Regions from separate parts of the Ovis aries genome. Here region 2 is linked to region 1. Evidence: chromatin contacts called from public Hi-C data. All regions are on one chromosome and are shown on one strand. Each heading gives the region's core, a stretch centred on a gene start, on an enhancer-like site or on the middle of the called end of the contact. The rest is flanking DNA. Distances are from core to core; before and after follow the strand shown. Region 1 holds the start of COL8A1 (collagen type VIII alpha 1 chain). Region 2 overlaps COL8A1 (collagen type VIII alpha 1 chain).

Region 1 (5,531 bases), core at 667-3,166:
GGGATTATGAAAATGTAAAAGTTATGTTCAATGTAACCTAAACACATATGACAACTAATATTACTATTATCCAAATACCACTGTTGGATATTTTCTTATGAATTTCTTTAAAATCCTTTTTTATATCTGTGGACCTTTTACAACCAATGGTTCTTAAAGGGAGGAGTTTTTTTTTTTGCTCCTCCTCCCCCGCAATTTGGGTAAGTGTAGGCACATTTTCAATTCTCATAACTCAAGAAGGAGAGTGCTACTGGCATCTGGTGGGTAGAGGCCAGAGATAGTGCTCAACATCCTATAATAGCCAGAAAAAGTTCTCACCAGAATTATCTGGACCAAGATGTCAACAGTACCCAGTTCAACATATTCGGCTCTTGGTCATCATTTTTCCTTCTCTTGGAGTCTGATAACCTCTCCCCACTCCACACACAAAGACATCAGGACTAACCTGAGGCCAGGTCAGGCATTCTATATGGTGGCCTCATGTGCAGAGTACACGTGCTCTGGAAGCTCACCAAATACGGCTCCCCTTCTTGCTAGCTTGAGCTAGTTGCTTAACCCTTTGAAATTCCTTTCTTTAAAAAAAAAAAACTACACAATATGAATCATATTTGACTCCATAAGGCTGTGGTGAAATGAATCAAGTTTCATGTGTGAATATATTACTATACATTTATATAGTTATATATCAATATTGTCAGTAAAAGTTATTTCCCCTGTTCTTTTCAGGCCCATCCATCCATCTCCCTGCCTCTTTCTTTCCCCTTGTCAGTACCCCTCACCCTCAAGGCTCAGGTTCTCTCTTTTCAAATGCTTTAATTCCTGTGGTGGCAAAAATCAAACTTGGGCTAGGAAGTGAGTCACGGCTCAGCAGCTAAAGGAGTTTGTTTTTCTTTCTCTGAATGTATTTCTTAAGAATTTCGGCCTGATCCTTCAGCCTCTTGTTGGTTGAATCCTCTTAATGTTTAAGACACACAGAGAGCTATGGCACCAAGACGTTTTCCAATTGCTAGGAATGAGAGTTTTTAAAATACCGAAAATAACCAGAGGGCAGAGAGCCCTGCAATCCTGTTACATAAGCAGATGTTGGAGGACCGAGGCTGGTTTTGAGGTTCCTTTCTCCACAAGCCAATCTCCGCTGATCCTCTCCAACCTTTGCTGGATTTACCTTAATGCTGCAGAAGTCTCCCGAGGGGCCTCTGGATGCTGCGCACTACCGGCAGCACCAGGAGAACTTGCTGGTCACAAAGCACAGTGGGGAGTGATGAGTGAAGGGCCGGCTTTCACCCGCGGGGGGTGGGAGACCAGGACGCAGGAGGGCGGCCGGATGGCAGCCGGCTGTGGCCAGCCCTTCTCCGCGCCCATCCAGAGCTCGGGATGCGCTACTCCGAGGGCCAGCTTCCCCTCCTTTCCCTTGCCTGTGAAATTCCAAATATTCCTGAACCGTTATTTAGGTTTACGAATTCACAGAAAATACCTATTGTTATTCTCCGTCACTCACAACTCGCTCCCCAACACCACTGCCATCTAAAATGTCATACAAAATGGCAAATCATCAAAATTCTGCTTTCCCTCCGTATCTTGCTTGTTTGACTGTCTCAGTCTCCTGGTCGTTTTCTCCCCAGTCTTTTCCCTGTCTGTGGACTACATCCCTTTATAAGTTTTCTCTCTTGTCTCTCTCTGTCTCTCTTTTTCTCTCCTTCTCCCTCCTCTCCCGTTTCCACTGCTTCCTCCGCTCCTCCACCCTCCTCCCTCCCCGCCCCTCCTCCCTCTCTCCGGCTCCTGGCTCTGCCCTCGCCGCCCCTCCCCAGAGAAGAGTGTCCAGCTTCCCGGGGCTGCCCGCCCGCCGCTGCTCCTCTGCCCACCTACCATGAGGAGCGGCTCCTCCCACCTGCCCATAAAAGCCAAGTGCATGTTACCAGCAGCGGATCAGAGCACTTTCCCGGTCCTCTCCTGTGGGAGCCCCCGAGCCTCTCTCCTGGATCTTACTTGCTCAAGGTAAGATAACCCTTCTGCAGGCATCTGACCTACTGGGGGTTGCTTTGGGGGAATCAGTTTCCCCTGGTCAACGTGCTTACTGTTTGGTTAGAGCTGATTCTTATGGATGCCAGATCGGCTGCTCCTTTAAACCAGCAACTGGTTTGAAAACAAACTTCTGTTTGAACGGTAAAATAAAAGTTCGTTTGGGGCAGAAACAGCAGCATAAATATTGCAAAAACCTTTTCGCCTTTTAAATCACTTTTTCCCCTGGTTGCTGGCTGTTGCCGAGGTTAAAGTGTATCTGTTTGGGGTGTTTTCCTGATCGCTTTTCATTGTAAATATTTCACGTAACAGTGGGGGCAAGGAAAACTTTGTCCCATTGTCAAAAATGTACTTTAAAAGAACACAATTAGTTTCCTAAAAATAGCACAAAGGTCTGCTAACAATTTTGCCATGTTTTCCAAACCCCCAAGACAGCTTCTGTGAGTCCTTTAAAAAATATCTTTCCAGGTTTAAGTGCTTGGAAAAAATGATGCCAACGGGTACCCTTTGCCCAGAGACCATAATCAGGTGGCTGGTAGATAGGAAAGAACAAATCCAAATTGACAAGCTACGGCACAACGTGAGAGCACAAAATTGTCTTTTCAAGACGTCCTAAAATGAGAATTGTGCTGGAATAGAAGTGTATAAAAGAACTTCATGAATTTCTATACACACACCTAAACATAAAGCATTTCAATGTGTTCCACAGTCAGAGAAAAATACAGGCCAGATTATCCAATACTTCTGTTTACACCCGAGGGTTGTAAAGAACGATCAGCTTGAAGGCTTTGGAAGTTTGATCCCTGCTTGTCACCTTCTTTTTCCTTATCTAGTAAAAATTGATCTGATTGCCAGAGAGATAGTCTTTAAGCTACCCTCATTTTTAAAGACTTCGGACTTTACAGCCTGATCTCTGAGGTCTGAGAATATGTGTCGTGCACCTGTGAAGGAAAAACGTCCTCCGCAGCTACTTCTGGAAAACCAGACACTTAGTCCATGAAGTTTGCAGTCAGAATCTGCGGGCTGTGTGGGATGAAACTCTCTCATGTGGGAGAAAAACCCTCTTCAAATATTTCCTCTGGGGAATTGCACAAGACAGCTGAGAGACGGCAAACCAAAGCTGGCAGTCAGGAAACCGAACCACTGTTTCAGCCCTCAAGGTTCTTAAAGTAGGAGAGGAAAAGGTTTCCTTTTTTTTTTTTTTTTTTTTTGGTTTGTTTATATTGTTTCTCTTGAAAAAGGAAAAGTCTCCAAAGCTGTAAAAAATTCTTCACTATTAAAGAAAATAGAATCATTAGAAGTTTAGCTAAGGGTCTTCCAAACCTTTCCCCCTTATCGTTTGCATATCAAAAGAAATAATAAAGATATTTAAAATTTCTACTTGGCATGGAGAGGATTCAATGCTATTATTCAAATGAAAAAGTTATATGTCAAACTTCCTGTCATGCGAAATTTTGCTTCATTGGAAAAAATTATTACTAGGAGTGCGGTTTCCTTTAAGAAAATGATATAAAATTACTATTGGCCATGATAATATGTGACCTGAGCATATTAAAATACCTTTTATCTCAAGCCACAGTGCAGACTGCTTGCTTCATATTTGCTGTAAGTGGCAAGAGCACAGGTGTGGGACCAGGCCAAACCAAGTGTGCGGTATGTCCAAGCTAATTCCTCTTTTATGTTAGTGCCGGATTCACGCCCATCACCACGAGGGTGAAGAGACACTGCTTCATTCACCAGATCCCCTTGAGGAAAGTTATCTTTTCTGGGAGGGAAAAAAAAAAAAACGTGCTGCCAGTGTAAAAGAGCTCCCTGTTATTCCTAAATGTGGGGATGAAAAGTGTTCCCCCAGGGTTTGCTTCTGCTTTTCCTGGCAGTTAATCCACTCTACCAGCTATGAACCATTTCACAGTAACTGCTTTCCCCATGTGCCATCACATTCAACACCCTAAATAACTAGATGAGATCATCCTAGACTGCTCATGACCTCACTTTCCCAGGGGTCTTTACCAGACACTAAAAATGACACTTTCTCCATAGTTTCCTCCTTAAGTTTATAGAAAGATCAGTAGTGGGGAGTCATGGAGTCCCCCCAGCGTCTCCCCCTTTGCACAGGATATAGAGGCATGAGGCTTGTCTATGCCATTGTATCACTGCCCCTGGGTTGGGTTGGTTCATGGCCCTACCTACCCCATCCCACTCCAGCACAATTTGAGTGACTCCTTTAATGTTTCTTATAAAAGAAAAGTGACTGCATGTTTCCCTAGAGATACACAGGACGGGAGCTCGGTTGATCTGGAGGGCCTGTTACATCTAGGGAAACACACATTTTAGATCTGCTATTCCCAAAATTATAAAACAATATTCTTCCCATGATCAGAAGGTATATCCTACCTTAATTCCATTTGTGAAACAAAAATCAAGGAGAGGGGAATGAAATGAACAGAGAATTGAGAGGGAAGCTGGGCAGAACTGCTCCTAGAAAGTGCCCTAGAAGAGTAAGACCAGAATCTCTGTAACAAATGCAACTTCTTTTTGCTCTTTTTTTATGTGGAATATGGGGAACAAAATCCATATCTGCTGTTGTTGTTTTTTTAATCAATAAGAGTATTTCTAATAATTTAAGATTCATCTCTGCTATACCCTTCTGTAACAGAAAGAACAGCCCTTCTAGAGACCAAAATGATTTCAGGTCTGCCCCACATTAAAAACCCATAGACCTTTGCCAGTTATAATTTTATAATAAAAGCTACATTCTGAATATAAAAAGCCTCAGAACACATTTTTAACTAATGGGTAGTTCATGTCAACAAATCCACCTCTCACTCTCTCAAAGAGTCCAATGTTCAGTAACTGTTTGAAAGTTATAAGTTAGAGGCAGCTGTCTACTCCTCCCTAACCATGGTCTTCAACTATGATATGGCAACCTGCAGCATGATTGACATGCGGTGGTATTTGCCAATCTCTGGTCCTCCAAGTAACCCTCTGAAAATTAGGTCTTTCTTCAGGCCCCGGCTTCCTTCTCTTCCACCAGGCCCCCGTGAACATCCATATGCATAACTCAAGGAAAGTATAGATCTCGAGACTAGAATGCCATCTTCTGAGAGTTTCATTGTTCTAGCTACTGAGTAGAATGAAAAAAAAAAAAAAGATACAGAGAGAAGAATGAGTGTCCTATGGAATTTAGAGAATCACTTTAGCATTGTGTAAAAAAGAACCCCTTACTACCCAAAGTATCTAAAAATTTAAATTAAGAAATAAAAAGGCCAGCTTACTGGTTGTTTCAAAATGCTAAGAATATAATGAAAAAGATCTTCCAATGACCTGACAGTCATTAACATCAGTTTATACCCGCAAGTACTAATTTAGAGCTCAGCTAAACTTTCCCTTTGCAGAGACCCAAGGAGTGAAGACTGGGAAAGAATAGTAACCACATTTCAGCACCAACAGAGAAGCCACTAATTAGACATTCCACTATTGACTTGGGAACTACATTTGCTGTTTGAGGAAGG
Region 2 (5,343 bases), core at 275-2,774, 150 kb after region 1:
CCTAGGACCCACACTTCTACAAGTTCAAGACCCGGAAAAAGGTCATTCAGGAAACAAGTTATGTGCCTTTGTCTTTTTACCAAACTTGGTTTAAACTTTCTAGCTTCTGAAGCCTTAGATATTTTGGAAATGAGTATAATTTTTTTTTCATTTTACTTTATTCAACTCATTCATGTTATTTATAAAGAACAACTTCTACCACGACTACCAAATTTTAACTATACGTATGACAAGGACAGTGCTGAATTTTGTTTGTAAAATTCATTTGTAATCCCATTGGCCTATACAAGAGTTCAGGATGAAATGAAAGTGTCTGCAGTGAACAAATATTCCATGAAATTTATACTTTTTTCCTTCTAATTTTACTGAGATATAATTGACACACAGTACTGTATAAGTTTAAGGTGTAGAGCACAATGATTTGATTTACATACATCATGAAATGATTTCCGCAGAGGCTGAGTGAACATTCATCATCTCATAAAGTTACAAAAGAAAAAAAATTTTCCTTGTGATCAGAACTCTTAGGATTTACTTCTCTAATGACTTTTACACGTAACATACAGTGGTGTTAATTGCATTTATCATGTGCACTTATTTATCTCGTAATTGGAACTTTGTACTTCCATGTACGTGATATTTATATTTTACAAAATACACTATTATAGTTATTTGCTCAAGATAAATATTTTCACAATGTCCAGTGCAATGGATTACATCAGAAAAGACTTCCTCACACATGTCTCTCCCTTGCAACGGCCTGAAAATACATTATTTTACACTGTGTCATTTACTCAAACCACAGTAGTGCAGAGAAGGCAGAAAGATGCTTGTGTGAATGGTCGAGTTCTTTCCAGCCCTTCTTGGGTCACACCAGGAAGGAATTTGCCTTGCTACACATTCCCAGGCTCATACAATGGGGAAGGCTTTATTCTTGGGAAGCTCTCATCTTTGTCTACTAAAGACCTGCCTCTAAATTTTGGATCTTCCATTTTTATACATCATACTTATTCCTTCCTGAGATGCATACTTTGTATTCATTTGTCATTCCTGTGACAGGAGGCATACATCAATCCTTGCTGAGTGACTCTGGGGGACATTTTGAGCCTAAATATTGTAAAAAGTTTTTTTTTCGTTTATAGCCACTTTTTAAAGATTTCTCATTAAGCTTCCATTTTTAGTAAATCTTTGAATATGGTATTACAAAGTTATAAATCACTGTTTTGTCTGTAAATGTTATTTCTTATTTAGGTTCTTTCTTTGGTTTCTTGTCAGGTGTAGCTTATTTCATCAGAGAGATACTGGCAGGGGGCTGTTCAAACTCTTCTTGCTCCATCTCCACCTGTAAGAAGATGAGGAGAGTAAAATACTGAAAAGGGACCGGATGTGTGAGATGACATGCAAAAGGCTTAAGCATGCAGCTTCATGAAAGCATTTGTCCATGAAGTGTGGACTTGTTATTCAGGTTCACAGCTACCCGAGCATTTTAGGGCTAGAGGGGACCTTGAGACCATCTAGCCAGTGTCCCTAGTCTGCAAATGAGGAAAGGGCTGCCCACTTAGAGTAGTGACTTGCTTAAGTCAGAACCAGCATTTAGGTACTATAAATGATGTTGTCTTCACATTATGGGAAGAAAAGCTAAACAAAACAAGACAGGATTCTGCTTTAGCACTTCCCTTTCAAGGGGTTCTCTCAAGTATTTTAGAAACTCTTTGGCAGCTGACATGATCCCAGTTAGAGAAACAAAAGGAGTTAATTGCAGACTTCAAGTATGTGAGCTATTATTTTAAGAAAAATTTTCTCCAGATGTTTCCCACCTCCTTTGAGAATACAAAAGAGGAAATGAGTTTAAAGTTCAGCAAGTAAGATTCAGATTAGATGTTAGGAAATGCAGGTCTGTGAAGCCTGCAGTTGGTTATTTGGGAAGGTTGTGAAATCTCTTCTGGAGGACTTGTGGAATGTGGTGGTTGGCCATCCGCTTCAGAGGGGTTATGTGGGTGGCCTGTTTCTAGGGCAGAGGACACAACCTAATTGACATCTCAAGTTCTGTAAGTCCCGAGAAGTCACGCTCTGCCTATGGCTAGTAGGTGGGGCTGTTGGCTCCGCTTAATTATTGTAGATTCAGGATTCATCAGTGAGGCACATATTCAAGTTCAGTTTTATATATGTATCAGTCCTAAGAGGTATAATTGGGCAGATTGACTAAAACTAATGAATGCTTATTGGATTTTCTGCCCACTGCCTGTACTGGATTGATCGACTCATATCTGATGGTTTAGTTTCTTTGGGTTCCATCTCAGCATATTCACCTTGCCGTCATCAATACCTCCCAAGCTTGTGTCCCTAGTCCAGAAAGCAAAAAGTAAGGGATCTAGTCCAGGATCTTATACTATATAATAGGGAAACTCTTTATTTCAATGAAAAAGGCAGCCTTGGAATTTGGAGGACAAGATGGAAAGAAGTGGAAATATAGTTAGATCTGTACCAGTTTATTCAATATATTGATGAATCTCCTAATAATGATCAAATAAGAAATACTTTTTAAAATTTTTATTGAAATATAGTTGATTTACAATGTTGTGTTTCAAGTGTATAGCAAAGTGATTCCATTTATTTATATTTATATGTATATGATTTATATATTTATATATAATTTACATATATATAATATGTATTATATTATTTTTCAGGTTACTTTCCATTTTAGGTTATTATAAGATACTTAGTATAGCTCCCTGTACTATATAGGAGTTCCTTGTTGATTATCTACTTTATATATAGTTGCGTATGTATTTTAATTCCAAACTTCTAATTTATCCCCTCCTTTTCTTCCCCTTTGGTAAACATAAATTTGTTTTCTGTCTGAGTCTATTTCTGTTTTGTAAATAAGCTTATTTATATCACTTTTTAGTTTTCACACATAAGTGATATCATATGATGTTTGTCTCTTTTCAAGTAAGAATTTAAACTTTCTAACTTGGAATGTAACAGTCTTGATTTTCAGTAAAATAATCAACTATTAATATATGAATACAGGATGGGAGATACCATATGAAAGAGTTTAGCATTTAAAAAACCCTAGTAAATGGATGAAAGATTAGTGAAATGTATCTGAAGTATGTTCAGGGGGCTGGCATAAAGTAAGTGCTTAAAAACGTAGCTAATATTATTATAACTTGGATGTTTATTTTCTTTCTTCCCCCAACCATTCTCCAGTTCTGGTTTTCTCAAATATAGTCATTGATTTTGCCCAGTGCTAATATGGAGCAGTTCTGAACTGTTTGTCTCAGTTCAGTTCAGTTCAGTTCAGTCACTCAGTCGTGTCCGACTCTTTGCGACCCCATGAATCACAGCACACCAGGCCTCCCTGTCCATCACCAACTCCTGGAGTTCACTCAGACTCAAGTCCATCGAGTCAGTGAGGCCATCCAGCCATCTCATCCTCTGTTGTCCGCTTCTCGTCCTGCCCCCAATCCCTCCCAGCATCAGGGTCTTTTCCAATGAGTCAACTCTTCGCATGAGGTGTCCAAAGTACTGGAGTTTCAGCCTCAGCATCAGTCCTTCCAATGAACACCCAGGACTGGTCTCCTTTAGGATGTACTGGTTGGATCTCCTTGCAGTCCAAGGGACTTGCAAGAGTCTTCTCCAGCACCACAGTTCAAAAGCATCAATTCTTCGGTGCTCAGCTTTCTTCACAGTCCAACTCTCACATCCATACATGACCACTGGAAAAACCACAGCCTTGACTACACGGACCTTTGTTGGCAAAGAAATGTCTCTGCTTTTTAATATGCTATCTAGGTTGGTCATAACTTTCCTTCCAAGGAGTAAGCAACTTTTAATTTCATGGCTGCAATCATCATCTGCAGTGATTTTGGAGCCCAAAAAAATGAAGTCTGACTCTGTTTCCACTGTTTCCCTATCTATTTCCCATGAACTGATGGGACCAGATGCCTACCCTCAAAAATCCATTCCCCCCAAAGAATTAGGTTTTCTGAAGGTATCATCAGAAGAATAAGAGTTTCAAAAAGAGACTCACAGACTTAGAGAATGAACTTACGGTTGCTGGGGGAAAGAATGAAGAAAGGGATAGTTAGGGAGTTTGGGGTGAGTGCGTACATACTGCTATATTTAAAATGGATAACCAACAAGGACCTATTGCATGGATCTCTGCTCAATGTTATGTGGCAGCCTGGATGGGAGGTGAATTCAGGGGAAGAATATATATGTATGGCCAAGTTCCTTCACTATTCACCTAAAACTATCAAAACATTGTCTGTCAATAGAACAATGTTAATACATAATACAATGTGATACATAATACAATGTAATACATAATACAATGTAATACATAATAAGTTGTTAATACAGCTATCATTTCAGTTCAGTTCAGGTACTCAGTCATGTCCAACTCTTTGCAACCCCGTGGACTGCAGCACACCAGGCTTCCCTGTCCATCACCAACTCCCAGAGTTTACTCAAACTCATGTCCATCAAGTCAGTGATGCCATCCAGCCATCTCATCCTCTGTTGTCCCCTTCTCCAGCCCTCAATCTTTCCCAGCATCAGGGTCTTTTCCAATGAGTCAGTTCTTTGTATCAGGTGGCCAAAGTATTGAAGTTTCAGCTTCAGCATCAGTCCTTTCAATGAAGGGACTGATTTCCTTTAGGATTGACTAGTTTGAGAACCCCATGAACAGTATGAAAAGGCAAAATACAGCTATACCCCAATACAAAATTAAAAGTTTTTTTTTTAAAAAAAGACAGAAGAAGAGTCTCTTCATCTCTGAGGACATGAAGGAGGGATTTTATAATAGGTATCCTATTATAAACAAGAAGAGCTCAATTGAAATGATGTTTTCCTTTCTTGACTCTTCCTGCCCTGGAGATCCTCTTTCCTCTCTTTGTCATGCAGCAATCACAATTGCCTCCAGATTTCCCAACCAGGCCAACTCTCTGTACCTCTATTAGTATTGTTTCTATCTTTCTTTAAAACCCCGGTGCCAGCCCATCCAAATGCAGAAGCTCAATTTCTACAGTAAAGTGGGTTTCAGAGCTCATCATCTCAACATCCGTACCACCCTCTCTTTTGTTTTCCTCCATATCATCTAACACACCATACATTTGTGTTTTTGTTTGTGTCCCCATCAAAGCATAATCCTCAAAATGTTAAAAACACAATTTTCACTTGTACATGAACATGTCAAAGGTTTAAATGACGATGAAGTCAATTTGAAATAAAATATTAAAACTCTACATTTTTCATTGTAATGAGCAGATAAAAAGTATGCTGAGATAATGTTAAATTTGACAAAATTAGCATTAGAATACCAGTTAATATTAG

What was found. A called contact is a pair of places that touch in the nucleus more often than the background predicts.
Region 2: a contact with region 1 is called in a Hi-C map of tail adipose tissue, with 3 times the contacts expected there. The contact joins the enhancer-like site here to the promoter of COL8A1 in region 1. A contact is called at or near these places in 2 of 16 Hi-C or Micro-C datasets (both in tail adipose tissue).

What each region holds. Positions count from the first base shown.
Region 1 is chr1:164,840,103-164,845,633 of ARS-UI_Ramb_v3.0, forward strand. It overlaps COL8A1 (collagen type VIII alpha 1 chain), which reads left to right and starts at 1,917. Exons shown (of 5, transcript XM_060416596.1): 1 at 1,917-1,995.
Region 2 is chr1:164,988,772-164,994,114 of ARS-UI_Ramb_v3.0, forward strand. The region is part of intron 3 of COL8A1 (collagen type VIII alpha 1 chain); the gene reads left to right. All of the region lies in intron 6 of FILIP1L (filamin A interacting protein 1 like), which reads right to left. Among named protein-coding and RNA genes, the nearest start is that of CMSS1, 28 kb to the right of the region's middle. Within about 2 kb of position 1,525, at least 6 of the 54 cell types and tissues checked have an H3K27ac peak or open chromatin away from gene starts, as enhancers often do. A contact at or near this core is called in tail adipose tissue, where this site is marked.